2 separate regions of the Capra hircus genome follow, and region 2 is linked to region 1. Evidence: chromatin contacts called from public Hi-C data. All regions are on one chromosome and are shown on one strand. The core of a region is the stretch at or near the end of the contact, and the rest is flanking DNA. Distances in the headings are between cores, read along the strand shown. Region 1 has its middle 13 kb from the start of CSK. Region 2 overlaps EDC3 (enhancer of mRNA-decapping protein 3).

What was found. A called contact is a pair of places that touch in the nucleus more often than the background predicts.
Region 2: a contact with region 1 is called in a Hi-C map of blood, with 3 times the contacts expected there. The contact joins two enhancer-like sites. A contact is called at or near these places in 4 of 5 Hi-C or Micro-C datasets (blood and liver).

What each region holds. Positions count from the first base shown.
Region 1 is chr21:33,353,106-33,357,604 of ARS1.2, forward strand. No RefSeq gene overlaps it. Among named protein-coding and RNA genes, the nearest start is that of CSK, 13 kb to the left of the region's middle. Within about 2 kb of position 2,071, at least 1 of the 5 cell types and tissues checked has an H3K27ac peak or open chromatin away from gene starts, as enhancers often do.
Region 2 is chr21:33,485,658-33,490,343 of ARS1.2, forward strand. It overlaps EDC3 (enhancer of mRNA-decapping protein 3), which reads left to right. Exons shown (of 7, transcript XM_018066133.1): 6 at 4,226-4,443. Among named protein-coding and RNA genes, the nearest start is that of CLK3, 22 kb to the right of the region's middle. Within about 2 kb of position 2,669, at least 1 of the 5 cell types and tissues checked has an H3K27ac peak or open chromatin away from gene starts, as enhancers often do.

The DNA of each region.
Region 1 (4,499 bases), core at 821-3,320:
AATCCCAGGGGCATCAGCAATGACCAGGTCAGTCCAGGCACTTGGGGCCTACGTGGTCGTGGCCTTGGAATCACAGAACACTCTAGGTGGGGAGCTCTGGAGAATTCTGGCAGCAAGAAGTGGCTGTCCCCCAGAAGCATCAGATCTGGCTGTCCCCTACCAGCACCCTACGTGAAAAAGCCAGACAACAGCCACTGGCCCAAACTTTCTCAGCAGGCCTGGCTTGGGTCCAGGTGTCATGCGCTGGGAGTGGGGTCTTCTGCAGGAGCCACCAGCAAGGCCGAGGTCAAGTCCGGACTCTGCAAATCACTAGCCATATTGTCCTGGGTGGGTGACCTCTGGCTCTACTCCCCACCGCCATCTGCCCGGTGAACACATGTGCTCTGACCTCACAGTGTCATAAGCACTAAGTGGGTCAGAGCCCCAGGAGGGACCTGGCAGAGAGCGAGTGCTCAGGGGGCTCCGGCTGATTTTCAAGCAGAATTAGGGGGGCAGTTAGACTCCAGATCCAGATGTCTCCAAGGTTCTGGGGCTAAATTCCTTAGACCACCAGACCCCTGAGAAGAGATAGTGGGTGTGCAGGTCCTTGTAGCACTGGGCATGCCCATCTCTGTGCACCTAAGGCCCTTGTTTGCTCACCTGTGGCTCCAGGGGGGTGAGCAGTGTGAGTCCTGAGAGGTCAGGGATGGGTCTACACCGTCAGTGTTCCTGGGGCTCCAGATCAGAAAAGATGAGTCAGCGTTGGAGAAGTGAGTTCCCTGTCTCTGGAAGTAAGAGAACAGAAGTGAACTCCCATCAGGAAGCTGGACAAGCAATTTCTACTTTAGGTGTGTCTCTGAAGACCAGGCCAGGGAGTGATGGGGAAGTGGTGGGGAGGAGAGTCCTCTGGCCATTCTTGGTGGATCCTCCACAGTTTCTGGGAAGGAAGGACTTGAGGGCTGTCTTGAAGCTGTGTTTGTGAAATAAACTCACCTTTCCCTAGTTAGTGTTGATTGGTTGGTTGTGTCTGGCTCTTTGTGACTCTGGACTGTAGCCTGCCAGGCTCCTCTGTCCATGGGATTCTCCAGGCAAGAATCCTGGAGTGGGTAGCCATACCCTTCTCCAGGGGATCTTCTCAACCCAGGGATTGGATCTGGTCTCCTGCATTGCAGGCAGATTCCTTCCCTTCTGAACTACCAGGGAGATTCTATTTGGTGTGGAGTTCCCAGGACTGCGGATGAGGGTCAGTGGCTTCGGGAAGCATGTGTTTCTCAGAGTGGCCACGAGGGGTCAGGCCAGAATGCGTTATTGCTGCTCCAGCTCCAAGCAGGAGGAGCCAGAACCCGATCTAACATCTGGGGGGCAGGAAGAGGGGTGCAGAACTGGACAGCTGTGAGGTGGGTGGGGAACTTTCCTCCCAATGGATCACAAGCCTAACTTTCTTTGGTGGGGAGGGGGAGATGGGGAAACGTAAGAACCTTTCCTTTGAACAGCTACTGGGGTGGGGGGGAGAAATGCAGAATTTGATGAAAACAGTTGTAGTAAGTGTCTAGGAAGCTTTTCAGCTTGGCATTAGAGACATATTTCTCCCATGAGGCAAACAGAATGTAAGCATATGGGTGCTGGGAGGAGCACAGGAGGAGGGGAACACAGGGGGGCAGTGCTGACCCCAGATGGTCGGGGCAGCTTCATGCACCGGGGTGAGCTGTGGGTCCTTCACATCATCCCCTGGGAGGGCAGATCATGGTGCAGGCTTTCCAGTATCCTAGGCTTACACATCTCTCCTTGCAGGGAAACGCCTTTTTTTTTTTTTTTTGCGGGGGGGGGGGGGTGGGGGTGGGTGGGGGTGGGGAGGGGGATGGAGGCTAAAAGGGGACGCTGGTGTGGGAGGGAGCAGGCCTGTGTGTGATGAGTGTGCGAATTTCAGAGCTCCTGGCATCTTCCCAGGTCAGCTGCTCCCCTGGGCTCTGCAGGGGCTTAGCACGGGCTTAGCACAGGCACAGCTGCGGGGAAGCACAAGGACTTCCACCTGCCCTCAGGGTGGGGCCTAGGGCCCTCTCTGGGTGAGGGGAGGGGGAGAGGGTCACACTTGTGACACATCGTTGGTACATCCCTGGGGGCGCAGGGCAGACAAGGCCAGGACTCCCTTGGGCTGCAGGTCCAGGAGAGGGACTGGAGAGCTCAGACACATCCCAGGATGGCAAAGAGGAGATCCTGCCCGTTCCCACCTCCTGCCTGCTGGACTGTTTTGGAGCCTGGCAGGAGTGGGACAGTATCTTGCAGTCCTGAGGGAGGTGGCTCCTGATGGGGGCAGAGATTGCACCTGGGAAGGTGACAGCTAGGTTTCTAGACTCACACACATCAGCTTGCTAGGTGCCTATCTAGACCTCAGTTTTCCCTTCTGTGCCATAAGGCTCACTTATTCATTTATTCGTTGCACATTTATCTAGTGTTGAGCTAAGGGCACGGGCTTTGCCATCCCACACCCCTGGGTTTGAGTCTCTGTCACTTACTTGCTGGACAATTTATGTGATGATCCGTGCCTCAGTTTCTTTATCTGTGTGTGCCTGCTCAGTCGCTTCCGTCGTGTCTCTTGTGACCCCATGGACTGTAGCCTGCCAGGCTTCTCTGTCCGTGGGATTCTTCAGGCAAGAAGACTGGAGTGGGTTGCCATTCCCTTCTCCAGGGGATCTTCCCAACCCAGGAATCAAACCAGAGTCTCCTGCATTGCAGGCAGATTCTTTACTGCTGAGCCACCAGGCAAGCCCTTCCTTATCTGTAAAAAGGGGTAAATAATATAGCGTGCCCCATAAGATTGTTGATTAAATTATTACACAGTGAGGAAAATAGGAACTGGATGTTGTCCTTCAGCAGCTCTCAGTATAAACACACCAAGAATACTCACACGTGAGCTTACAAATACACAACGACACACATACACGTGTGCCCTGAAGTTTGTGCACAAAAGAAACAGCATTCTATTTATTTTAAGAAAATATTTACTTGGCTGTGTTGAGTCTTAGCTGCAGCACGTGGGATCTTTGTCTCGTCAGGAGGATCTTTCATTGTGGCACCCAGCACTTAGTTGTGGAGGCCCAGGCTCAGCTGCCTGGTGGCGTATAGGGTCTTAGTTCCTCAACCAGGGATCAAACCCGTGTCCCCTACATTGGAAGGTGGTTTCTTAACCACTGGATCACCCAGGTGGAGAAGGAGCATTTTACAAGAGGCACATTCCAAAATTTCAGGTAGAGGCAGGTGTCCAGCTTCAGGCCTGAGGTCCACAGCAGGCTACCCATTCAGCTGTCTGGGATGTGCTTGGAGCTCATGCCATGTGTGTGTACATGCTTGCACATGTGTGAAGTCTCTGATTTTCCCCTCCCTCAGTCCCTGAGATGGTGGAAAGACACAGGGGAGTGGCCAACTTCTTTCCCTCTTTCCCTCCGCTCTTGGTCTCTGTGATCCTGTGAAAAGTCCCCAAGTGAACTGAGAATAGCAGAGTCCATGGACTCAAAAGATCAAGGTGCCTGTCCCATCACGCCAGCTTTCCTGGGGAAGCCGTCTTCCCTCTCTGAGCATCTGTCTCTCCATCTCTTAAAATGGAATTATTTCCCTTGTGAGGCTGTGCCTTCCCTGAGATGGGTGGTGATTTGCCCACGGGCACATGGTCAGCCCCTCCCTGCCTCAGGACCTTTGCACATATTGGTCCCTCTGCCCAGAACTCTTTTTTTTTTTCCCTCTTCCCTTCTTATTTAATTCTGTCTCCTGGGAGAAACCTGCCTTGACCGACCCACCGAAAGTCATCATCCTTATTTGTCTCTTTATAGTACGTTTGCTCCTTCTTCATAATGCTCATTGCAACTTGTAATTGGTTATTTACTTGCGTCTCCTTTTTTTAGTGTCTGTTTCTTCACTAGACCATAAGCTTTATAAGAACAGAAATAACCACACTAATCTTGTTCACAGCCATGTCTCCACTAGCCAGCACAGCCCCTACTGCATATTCAATCAATATGATATAAATTCCTTTTTTGGAATAGGAAATCTGTACACATGATACAAAATTCTGAAGTTACAAAAGGATAAAATCTCTCTCAAACACATGGCCTATGGATATCTGTTACTTTGTTTAGAGAAGAGGCTTGCTTTTTCTTGAACATCTTGCAGGATCTTCTCCCCATGTCTTAGTATACTGTTTTAAAACAAATGGTAGCGAGAGTAGATATTTTGTTCTGGAGAATCTTCCATACCATGCATATTACTTTTGTATGGATCTATCATAATTTATTTGGGCTTCCCAAGTGGCACTGGTGGTAAAGAACCTGCCTGTCAATTCAGGAGTCATAAGAGATGAAGGTTTGATCCCTGGGTCAGGAAGATCCCCTGGAGGAGGGCAACCCACTCCGTATTCTTGCCTGGAGAATCCCATGGTCAGAGGAGCCTGGTGTGCTACAGTCCATAAGGTCGCAAAGAGTCGGACACAACTGAAGTAACTTAGCACGCACACATCATAATTTATTTCG
Region 2 (4,686 bases), core at 1,419-3,918, 130 kb after region 1:
CTTTAAGGAGAAGGTATGAAGGGAGGAAAGGGCCTGGGATGGAATTCTGAGAAACATCAGCATTAAAGCCTAGTTAAGAGATGAGCCTTCCAAAGTAGCTAAGAAAGTTTAAAGCCAGAGAGGTAAGAGAACCAAGAGGGCAAGGCTTAAGAACCAAAGAAATGGTGTGTGAGGAATAAAGGGATGGTTAGCAGTGCTGATGCTGAGCGAGCAAGCACATTTAAGGTTGACAGGTGTCTGCTGGGTTTGTCAGCGAAGAGGAGGATATTGCTAGTCTTGTGGGAGGGTTGTGGCTAAGGTGATCCACACTGACAGTGAGGTTTCCCCTCCTTGCTTCTCCACGCCTCTCCCTGTAGAGTTGTGTTCATCCACCTTGCCCCTTGACTCAGGCCTGCTTTCCCACCCGGATCTCTGGCCTGGCCTGTGCTGGGGAAGAGCCAATGGAGACGCAAAGGAGGACATAGTGCAAGTTGCCCTCTGCAGTATAGCATGCTCTTGGGTCTGCTGACTGTTGAACCTCCTCCCAGAGCAGCCATAGGGGCAACCCTTGGAATAAGCTCTTCCTGGAAGTATTTGAGGCCATTAAGTGGCTTCCCAGAAATAGCAGTTTGAGGGCAGCACCTGAATGTCCTTCTTAAGTCCATTCCTCTTTGGTCAGCTTCTTGTGGTTGACTGTCCTTGTACCTGTCTGTTCTCTCAGTGTCTGAGCTTTCAGAAGGGCTAACAGTACTGTTCTTTGTAACAGTTGCTGGCTTTCCTTTGAAGAAGATATCTCCATAATCACTTTCATGTTTGTTAATTGTTGCTCAGTGATGTCCGACTCTTTGCGACCCCATGGACTGCAGCACACCAGGCTTCCCTGTCCTTCACCAACTCCTGGAGCTTGCTCAAACTCACGTTCATTGAGTTGGTGATACCATCCAACCATCTCGTCCTCTGTTGTCCCCTTCTCCTCCTGCCTTCAATCTTTCCCAGCATCTGTCCATTCTAACGAGTTGGCTCTTCGCATCAGGTGGCCAAACTGTTGATTGGAACTTCAGCTTCAGCATCAGTCCTTCCAATGAATATTCAGGATTGATTTCCTTTAGGATTGACTGGTTTGATCTCCTTGCAGTCCAAGGGACTCTCAAAAGTCTTCTCCAACACCACAGTTCAAAAATATGAGTTCTCTGGCGCCTTCTTTATGGTCCAGCTCTCATATCCATACATGACTACTGGAAAAACCATAGCTGACTAGACAGACCTTTGTTGGCAAAGTAATGTCTCTGCTTTTTAATACACTGACTAGGTTTGTCATAGCTTTTGTTCCAAGGAGCAAGTGTCTTTTAATTCCGTGGCTGCAGTCACCATCTGCAGTGATTTTGGAACCCAAGAGAATAAAGTCTCTCACTGTTTCCATTATTTCCCCAACTGTTTGCCATGAAGTGATGGGACCAGATGCCATGATCTTAGTTTTCTGAATATTGAGTTTTAAGTCAGCTTTTTCAGTCTCCTCTTTCACTTTCATCAAGAGGCTCTTTAGTTCCTCTTTGTTTTCTTTGCCATAAGGGTGGTATTGTCTGCATATGTGAGGTTATTGATATTTCTCCCAGCAGTCTTGATTCCAGCTTGTACTTCACCAACCCAGCATTTCGCATGATGTACCCTGCATATAAGTTAAATAAGCAGGGTGACAGTGTATAGCCTTGACGTACTCCTTTCCTAATTTGGAACCAGTCTGTTGTTCCATGTCTGGTTCTAACTTGCTATACACATCTGTGTCTTTTTTGCTGTCTCGCATACAGGGTCATCATCACCATCTTTCTAAATTCCATATATATGTGTTAGTATACTGTATTGGTGTTTTTCTTTCCGGCTTACTTCACCCTGTATAATCGGCTCCAGTTTCATCCATCTCATCAGAACTGCTTCAAATGTATTCTTTTTAACGGCTGAGTAATACTCCATTGTGTATATGTACCACAGCTTTCTTATCCATTCATCTGCTGATGGACATCTAGGTTGTTTCCATGTCCTGGCTATTATAAACAGTGCTGCGATGAACATTGGGGTACATGTGTCTCTTTCAATTCTGGTTTCCTCGGTGTGTATGCCCAGCAGTGGGATTGCTGGGTCATAAGGTAGTTCTATTTGCAATTTTTTAAGGAATCTCCACACTGTTCTCCAAAGTGGCTGTACTAGTTTGCATTCCCACCAACAGTGTAGGAGGGTTCCCTTTTCTCCACACCCTCTCCAGCATTTATTGCTTGCACATTTTTGGATCGCAGCCATTCTGACTGGTGTGAAGTGGTACCTCATTGTGGTTTTGATTTGCATTTCTCTAATAATGAGTGATGTTGAGCATCTTTTCATGTGTTTGTTAGCCATCCGTATGTCTTCTTTGGAGAAATGTCTATTTAGTTCTTTGGCCCATATTTTGATTGGGTCATTTATTTTTCTGAAATTGAGAGCGCAGCACTTTAACAGCATCATCTGTTAAGTGATGTTAAGTACCATGGTATGTTAAGTATCATGCGTTTTTTCACTGTGCCTTCACAATGGCATTTAATTTGCTCCCCACTGCTTCACCTCGAAGGTGAGTAGTAGACCGGGGTTTAAAATGAGCGAGCTAGGGCTCAGGAGAGCAGAAGGACTTGGCCCACGTGACGCTGGCGGCTCGCGGTGAAGCTCGGTCTCCAGCGCCTGGACTCTGACCCCTGCCTGTGGGTCTGTGGGTGTCTGGTCTGCTTTGAGTTCTCAGATGGGGCATGCCTCTGTGAGAGGAAGAGTTCATTTAGGGAATAAACCCGGGCAAGTCAGATGAACTCTGCAGTTATCTGTGAGCAGGAAGAAGTACTCACCGTATATTTCCTTACGATGCAAACATGGTGGAGCGAAATGAATAACTTGGTGTATATGAAAGTACATCACCGAATTCCCCTGAATTTATTTGGAGAGTGAGGGTTTCCTCTTTGGCTTGACATCTGTCTTCCTCTCTTTGGGGAAAACCCATAAGTGACTGTCCCTGCTCCACCCCAAGCAGGGACCTAAGCCTCTTTCTGGCTGTTCATCTCCCCTGCCTTCCTGCCCAGGGGCAGACAGCACTGTCTGGGAGTTGGGCATAGCTCTAGGGCTAATTTTAACTCCCTTATTTATGGCTTCTCTGGACCAGAGGGGTCTCGGCCTTTCTTTTGGGGTGTGGGGGGGTGTCTCCACTTTGAATGGCATAAGAAAGTGACTTCATCAGAAGTGAGTGTCCAAGGCAGCTCCCAGCCGGGGAGCCATTAGCCTTCTACGTTCTCTGTGACCAGAACTATAATGATACCAGCATCAATTGAGCCCTTTCTGTGTCAGTTCCTATTCAGAGTGCTTTACATCCACTCATCCACCCAGCAGTCTATGAAATGTAGTAGCTCCAGCGTTGCCCTTATTAGCTTACTGGCAGCTCAGAGACGAGAACTTGGACTTGCAACTAATTGAGTATGATTTACAGCTACCCTCTTTGGTACTTGCTGTGAGTCTCTTAGGAACTGAGCCAGAGTAACCCTAGAAGGAGTGGGTCAGAGATTCGTAAGTGAGGGGCTCTCTGGGCAGGTGAAGTAGTTTGAGCAGAACCAAGAAAGAGCCTTCAGGTGCCAGAGAGAGTGATGAGACCAGTCTTGCTGCAGCAGAGCAGGCACACTGGGGAAGAAGAGTCAAGAAGGCTGCAGAGGTGGGAAAACCTCTTTGCCGAGAAGTGTTTGATGTAATAGGTCCTACAGTGTATAGAACAGAAAGTGTTCTTGGTTAGCAAGCAGTGTTCTGGCAGTGGTGTTTCACCGAACAAGGTCAAGTGAACTACCTAGTGTGTGTTAAGCCGCCTCAGTCATGTCTGACTCTTTGCGACTCTGGACTGTAGCCCGCCAGGCTCCTCTGTCCATGGGATTCTCCAGGCAAGAATACTGGAGTGGGTTGCCATACCCTCCTCCAGGGGATCTTCCCGACCCAGGGATCGAACCCAGGTCTCATGTCTCCTGAATTGGCAGGTGGGTTCTTTACCACTAGCGCCACCTAAGAGGACCCAAAGATGAAGTCTGGGACAGTGGGAAGGCCACCCTGTGAGCTTGGCCTATAGTGGACTTTGTCCATCCCCTCTAGAACCTTGGCCCTGAGAGCAGCAGGTGCCAGGGGGTGTCCAGTATACCAGTATAGGGGGCAAAGTTTTGGCAAGTCTCGGCTGATGATGCTTCTTTACCTTCTGTTCCAGGCTGAATCCCAAAAACGTTCACCAGAGGCCTACAGTGGCCCTGCTATGTGGGCCTCACGTGAAGGGGGCTCAGGGTATCAGTTGTGGAAGGCACCTAGCCAACCACGATGTCCAGGTCATCCTCTTTCTGCCCAACTTCGTGAAGATGCTGGAATCCATTACCAATGAGCTGTCTCTCTTCAGCAAGACCCAGGGCCAACAAGTGTCTAGTCTCAAAGGTGAGCTCTCGCACAGGGTTGGGGAGCCCTCAGTGCTTTCATGGTCTGGTGGCACCGCCCAGTGGCGACAGGCGGAATAGCACCACAGGTGTAAAGAGCACTTTGCTCATGAGTAGTCTTAGAGTCTTAAGGAAATAAATACCTTTGGTGTCGACTTGCCTACTTCCCATCCCTTCACCTTCCTCCTCCTCCCACCACTCAGATGGAGAGGTGGGGATCCATTTATTCGTTTCACGGATAAGT